Regions from separate parts of the Mus musculus genome. Here region 2 is linked to region 1. The links are chromatin contacts, called in public promoter capture Hi-C maps. All regions are on one chromosome and are shown on one strand. The core of a region is the stretch at or near the end of the contact, and the rest is flanking DNA. Distances in the headings are between cores, read along the strand shown.

Region 1 (3,330 bases), core at 538-3,037:
CACGGTAACCTGCAGCGCTCGCGGCACCTGGGACCGGAAGAGAAAGAGAAACGCCAGCAGTGCAGCATGGGAAATAGGGCCGACACTGCTGGAAGGTCCAACTGATGGGAAACTATTATTCAGTCTGCCATATTTGAGCATCACTGTTGGCAGGATTTAGAGTTACCCTCAGGTGAACACCTCTGCGAGTGTCTGTAAGGATGTTTCCAGAGAGCTTTAACTGAGAAGTACTTACCCTGAATATAAGTTGAGCACCAGTTGGGCCCCAGCGTTCGCCTTTACCTGCGCCTAGTTCCATCGGGTTACCAGAAGGTGAAGTGTCAGATCTCAGAGTCACTTCTGCTGTCCTGCCTTGCTGCCATGATGGACCATACCCTCAATATGTGAGCTGAAATAAATCCTTCTCCCCTCAATTTGCCTTTTGTCTGGTTTTTCGTCATACTAACAAAAAAACTGTCTCATGTGCCCAATGGGTGACCTCTCTCCTAGTGACCTTTGACCCGACTAAGAACAAGGGAAACTACAATGCTTTGAATACTTGCTCCCCCGATGGTGGAAGCGTCAGACTGTGGGAGGGGCCAAGTCACTGAGGGGAAGTCCTTAGAAATAGCTATCCTCTCTCCTCTCCTCTCCTCTCCTCTCCTCTCCTCTCCATCCCTGGTTCATAGTTCATATTTTCCCACTGCCATAGTCTGCCAAGCACCGGTGGGTCAGACCTCCTGAAATTCCAAGCCAAACTAAAAGCTTTTCTCACGTAAGTTGCTTCTCCCAGGCATTCTCTCACGTCGAGGAAAGAGTAACTAATACATTTGGTAATGTGTGAATTGCAGAAAAAATGCTTTTAAATTGTAACTCTTAACTCAAGCCCATAAGTCATTCATTTTGCATTTATCAAACGCTTCTTGGCATATGCTTGGTACAGAGAGGCAGTAAATGAAACAGACACAGGCAAGGTCTTGCTATGTTAAGGGGGTTAGGCGGCTCTTACTGAGTTGTGTCTATGGGGGATGTCAGACAGATGTCTTGTTACATTCTGTGTGTGTTTGAGTTTGTGCAAGGTCTTAGGGTGTGTGTGTGTGCGCGTGCACGCATGTGCGCACATGCAGGTTTATGTAAAGTCTCCATATGGCGTATGTGTATATGTTAGGGAAGTTAGTCAGGGCTTGCTATATCATGTGTAGTACACTAGGCAGGGTTTTGGTATGTTGTATGTATATGGGAGGGGGGTTAGGTGGGGCCCTCCTATGTGTATGGAGAGTGTAATGGGGTCTTGCTATATTGTCTGTGTCTACCTCCCATGTAGCCGGTAATAAAGGCATGCACCACCACCCAGACTCGGTGAGGAGACAGTCTTTGGGGAGCCAAAGGAGATGTTAGGCAGGTGGTGTTGGGGGCCTAGAAAACCACTTCAGCCAGTATGTACTGGGTGGATCAGCTTGCAGAAATATGGGCCCTGACCGGGCAGTTCTGGGGTCAGGTCTACGTGACTCGGAGAGAGCAACTGAATTTCCTTGAGATTCTTAGCCTTGAACTGTATAAAGTTACTCCTTCACCCGGATGGCCCAAAGCATGCAAAGGTCACAGGAAATCTGTACCACTAAGGAGACTTGTCTTTGTTCTTCATAGTAACATTGTAAAATTATGTTGTTTTTCCCTTCTTCACTGGGCTTAGCCTTAGTCTTTTTGCGCCTGCGCCTTGGCTCCCCAGAGTATTGACCGAGAAGCTGCAGACGCTGGCAGTCTCCTAGCAACCAGGTCGCCTGGTAATGGGCCAAGCGCTCTGGCTGGCAGACACCAGGAGACTTCACGCACTGAGGCAAGTGAGGCAGCTGTGAGGTGGGTGCCTGGCACAGGGCATAGGGGGCTTCCTGACCCACCCAGTTCCATTCACACGGGGCTGGTGCCCTCACAGCCTGGGTCTCGCCTTTCCTGCTGGTAGCAGGATTCCTGTAGTGTGTGCCATTTATAGGAGGGCAGCCCATGTCCCAGAGACTAAGATCCCCTGGAGTGAACCCCATTTTAGAGATGGCTGTTACCTTCCCAGTCTGGGGCTTTTCCTCCTTGTCTTGGCTGGTGGCCTGCCTTGGTTTTTTGTTTTGTTTTCTTTTTTTTTTTTTTTTGTTGGTTTTTTTTTTTTTGTTGTTGTTGTTGTTGTTGTTGTTGTTTTTTAACTTCAGAGTTTGAGTCCTGCCAGGTTCTGCAATAGTGATCAGGATAATAACCACAATCAATATATTCTAAGTTCTGTCCAGCCAGGCTCATGGGTATCAGTTATATGGCTGTGCTGGAAGGGCAGAAAGGAAATACCTAACTCTTCAGCTGCAGAGATGATGCATATAGAAGAGGGAGTGACTTGTCAAGGATAGCCCGTGGACCTGGACTATATCCCAGTCTTAACCCTGAAGCCACATTGCCTATGGTTGTTCAAAGAGTGTATGTGTGGGGGACAAGAAATCCTTCTTTAACCCTTCTTGCAAAAGTGTTCTAAGCATGTCCCCAACAGGAAGGAACAGGGCATCTATTTGATAGTTTCTAGCTTTACCAACTCCCTAGCCAAAAATCTATTTCCTTACATGGACAGCTCTTTTTAAGCAGTTTAGTATCTATCTAACTGGCAGTCACAAATTATTGCTGTCACCAGCTAAGCAGGAGCATCAAAGGAGAACACATGTTGGTTTTTACTTGGCTGGCCTATCCCCCCCCCCCCCGCAACCCCCCCTCGTCTTTGGTACTGTGACTAAGGAACCAATCTACCAAGTATCCCAAGCATTTTCTTCTGTCATTGGGCCACACCCGTGCCGTGACCTTGAGAAATCTGGTCAGCCCCTGTTTGCTCATCAGTAAATCCAGATGAAAGTATCCACCCTGTTTGTCTTCACAGACAGTTTTGAGGCTGAGATGGATAAGCTTCTACCTGATAATAGTAATAATGACAGTTTTTCTTCTGTGTGTGTTTGTTGTTGTTGTTCTTTTATTAGCAGTTTCTACAGAGGTTCATTTTCAAAGCCCTTTGGCAGGTGTGAAAAGATGGCTCATGCCCGCATCTCCATGTATATGCCTCCTGACATCGACCCCACAAAAGCCGCCATTGCTTATGGCTGCCGGGCCTTGAGCAAGCTTAATGAGGAGCTACAGTCAAGGGATCTCCTGACAAGGCAGAAAGCCCTAGTGGCTCTGTGTGACCTCATGCACGATCCTGAGTATGTCTACGAGGCCATCAACATAGGTGAGAGCATCCCACACCCGGTAACCATGGCTGGGGGCGGGGGGGGAGGGAGGGGCTGATGTAGTTCAGACATCAGATGGCATCAGGAGTAAGAGCTGCTACTT
Region 2 (3,745 bases), core at 455-2,954, 89 kb before region 1:
AGCTCTTCATGGTGTTGTAATCTTTTACACATTCTATGGATGCACGCCGACACTTTGGTGGACATGGACTTCCAGTCTGCCATTTTTAGCAGATAGGAAACAGAATTCTGAAGCTTGACTACATTCAAGTCCACCTATGACCATTACAATCTAAGAACTTTAAGATGGAGATAGATGCTTCACCCATGAGTGGTGACATCTGACAGGTCCTGGGGGTATACACAGCGTTCCTGAGATCCACACACAGGGAGGTCAGGGAGCACGGAGAGAGAGCAGGAAGGAGGAGGAGGGCAGGGAGCACGGGGAGAAAGCAGGAAGGAGAACGAGGGCATAAAAATGTATGAGCCTAAACCCTATTGGCCCTGGGTGTTAGCCAAACATGTTCCTAACGGAGTTTAAATTGGTAGGCTTAAAGCAGGCAGGCCCTAGTTCTGGGGTGTCATGGAGGCATATCTTTGCCGTCTCTGTGATGTGTGGGGTTAGACGGCAGATGTAGGTAGATCTACCTGTTCTGTAACCACGCAAGGGAAGTGGTCACTGAAGGTATATAAGATAGATATCAAACAAACTGGAAGGAAGTAGAAAGTTGGAAATCGTGACTGAGACTCAATTAGAAGGGTGACTGAGTCCTGCTTTTAATGGGAGGAAGCCCACTTACATGAAATATGAATGCTAACATAGTATACAATTGTAATCAATGGGCTGGGACAGAAAGCCCGCCTAGTGTGTGCATGACCCATGGTGCATACATACACACATGTGCATACATACATGCACAGTAGCAGAGACTGTTGGAATAGGCCTTTTGGTCCAGTGCTGAGGAGGCTAAGGCAGGGTAATTATAAGCTCAAGGCATGCCTGAGCTTTGAGGTGACTTCAAGGCCAGTCTGGGCAGCTTAGTGAGACGTTATCCCACAATGAAAGGTGAAAAGGGGGCTAGAGATAACAGCTCAGCATGCCAAAGGCTTAACCTCTAAGTGCTTAGTCTGTCATTTAGCAAGCACATTCCAACCAAAGAGAAGATGGCCCCCACCCCCAATTTTGCGCTGATCCAGCAATTCTATTACCTACATGACCAAGACTAGAAATAGAAAGTTGTTTGCTCAGATGTTTCACAGATTTAAGACTAGTCTGGGCTACACATTGAGATTGAAGGTAACCTGGGAAACAGTGTAAGAAAAGAAATACACACACACACATACATACATACATACATACATGGTGACTTTCGTATTATATGAACTTGACCTCAATTAAAAATAAATTGGGTGCACAGTGCCATATTCTATAATCGTAACTCCTCAGGGGGCTTACAGCAGGAGGCTTGCATGCAGTTTAAGATACATGCCACTGTCTTTAAAACAACAACAACAACAACAAAAAAAACAACTAACAGTTTTCTGAAGGCCAAGAGAACTATTCTAAATAGACGACAGAACCAGCCACCTGGTGCCAATCCCCGAGGTCACCACAATTGGCAAATGGCTACTGAATCGCTGAGATATGTTGCTGGTTTCAGTGGGTTTTCTACTTGCTTCCTCTGTTAGGCTGGCAGCTGTCCTTCCTGCACTGATAGCCAAGGGAGTCATAGCAACCCCAAAGATGACATCACCAGGCTAGTTCCCAAGCATGGAAAACCCCAGTTGCTTAGGCAGGGAGAGGTCATGGTCATGGTCATGAATAATCAGTGTGGGCCACACTGAAAGCCCTGAGGCAGGCTGAGCCCGGACTGCCACCCAGACAGGTTGCAAAATGCTCATCAGGAGGGGCCTGAGGCTCATGGCCTGCGGCCTTGGCTCTCCAGGTAGCCCTGGCTGCCCTAAAGGAGGGACAGAGGATTCTAGTGCTGTTTCCTTACAACAGTGGTTCTCAACCTTCCTAACCTGTGACCCTTTAATACAGTTCCTTATGTTGTGATGAACTACTCCCAACCACAAAATGATTTTCGTTGCTACTTTGTAACTCTAATTTTGTTACTGTTATAAAATATAGTGTAAATATTTTTTGGAGATACAAGTTTGCCAAAGAGTTGCAACCCACAGGTTAAGAACCGTAGGGTCTTGGCATGGTGGGGCACGCCTTTAATCCCAGAACTCGGGAAGCAAAGGTAGGTGGATTTCTGAGTTCGAGGCCAGCCTGGTCTACAAAGTGAGTTCCAGTACAGCCAGGGCTATACAGAGAAACCCTGTCTTGAAAAACCACACACACACACACACACACACACACACACACAAGAACAAGAACTGTAGGGTCTTAAAGAGTGTAGGCTGACCGTATAAACTGCACTTATAGCTCTGTCTTGAGATTTAGCTGGCTGAAGACTCTAAACAATTCAGAGGCCAATTCTGTCGGAAGATGGACATCTTCCACCCACTGAATGTATCAACAATATGGGCGAGCCCCCGCCTGCGGTGGTTTGAAAGAGAAAGGCCCTCCTCAGGCTCATATATTTGAATACTAGGTCCTCAGTCAGTGTTTAGGAAGGATTAGGAGGTGAAAACTGTTTGCTGCTAAAGTGTGTTTTCACTTCCTTGTGACATGCAAGTAATAAGGACTCCTTTGACCCTTCTGACTTACTTTTTAAAATTATGTAAGCCCACAATCTTTTCTATGTACTTCAGAAATCACCCTGTGACTTAGAGAAAGTTTCTAGGAGCCTTTTGAGCAACGTCACTTCTCAAGTCTGATCACTCCAATCATATCTATGGCTATTGTTAAGACAATCAAGGCCAAAGGAGAAATCCTAACGAGCCCATAGGCACACCTGAGTATAACTGTCCTTTTATGTTAAAACCTTTTAGAGACAAACTCCTGTTCTGGTTCACATTACTTTGTTTTGAATTCTCTTCTGCTGCACAGCTGAGAATCCTTGGCTTCACCTTGGTATAGGTCTCTGCAGATTTCTATCAGGTGAAGTCTCGGGCTGTCCCCACTGCCTGACTACCATAAAGGACACAAGGTATATGTACTAGGTCTGTATGGGGGTGGGGGTGGGGGTGGAGGACTTCCATGACCCTCCGAATGTTCACAACTTGGAAGTTCTCTGAACCCCGACATTCAGTTATTTTGTGGATCATAATAGACTCACAGCCCACTGACATTGATTTAATTCCAGCCCCTTGCCTCTCCCCAGAGGTAGGAGTGGGACTGAAAGTTCCAACTCTCTAATCACGTGGTTGGTTCTGCTGGCAACCTGCCCCACCCTGAAGCCATTTAGTCTCCTGAGGTATGAGACAACTTGTTATCTGAACCACACTGTTTGTAGTCATTGTTACGCAGCCCTTGTGGACCAGTGCATACAGTCAGAGCCAGTCAGAGTGGAACTCAGACACCTGCACCGAGGAACCACTTCCTAATTACTGCCTGCCCATGGAAACAGGACTCTAACCAGCTGGCCCCCAAGAGCCACTTGCCCTGTGTGGCACAGCTCAGACTCAAAATGGAGACCCATGAGGGCGGGTCTTCTAGTCAATGGTGAACAGCAAGAGGTTTGGTCATACTCTGGGCTAGACCCTCAACTTCAGCCATGCTTGAGCTGATCTGGAGCGAGGGTTCTGGGAACAGGGTGGGGGTGTGTGCAAGTGATGTTTCAGAATGTAATGGTATTATGAGATGTGAGCAGATGCCCAAAGCCAAGGAACAGGTCGAAAAATGGCAGGGTCAGCAAGCTTAGGATAAGTGGACACCCCACTCCCATCCCCATCCCCTAGAACTCGCTCAGCTTTTCACGTAAACAGTATTTGTT

Evidence for each region. Promoter capture Hi-C pulls out the DNA fragments that hold promoters and counts their contacts.
Region 2: a promoter capture Hi-C map of liver shows a contact between it and region 1. The contact joins the enhancer-like site here to the promoter of Rsph14 in region 1. A contact is called at or near these places in 4 of 39 promoter capture datasets (the C10 cell line, embryonic stem cells, liver and 1 more), 1 of 484 Hi-C or Micro-C datasets (Sertoli cells), 2 of 115 datasets of contacts at active chromatin or transcription factors (hepatocytes and pancreatic cancer cells) and 4 of 9 other capture datasets (adipose tissue, embryonic stem cells, liver and 1 more).

The regions. Positions count from the first base shown.
Region 1 is chr10:75,031,010-75,034,339 of GRCm38.p6, reverse strand. Rsph14 (radial spoke head homolog 14 (Chlamydomonas)) reads left to right here and starts at 1,787. Exons shown (of 7, transcript NM_001163535.1): 1 at 1,787-1,836; 2 at 2,982-3,226. The coding sequence starts at 3,028. It overlaps Gm40692 (a long non-coding RNA gene), which reads right to left. Exons shown (of 4, transcript XR_003948909.1): 4 at 1-27.
Region 2 is chr10:75,119,105-75,122,849 of GRCm38.p6, reverse strand. The region is part of intron 1 of Bcr (BCR activator of RhoGEF and GTPase); the gene reads right to left. Among named protein-coding and RNA genes, the nearest start is that of Bcr, 60 kb to the right of the region's middle. Within about 2 kb of position 1,704, at least 146 of the 459 cell types and tissues checked have an H3K27ac peak or open chromatin away from gene starts, as enhancers often do. A contact at or near this core is called in Sertoli cells, adipose tissue, hepatocytes and 3 more, where this site is marked.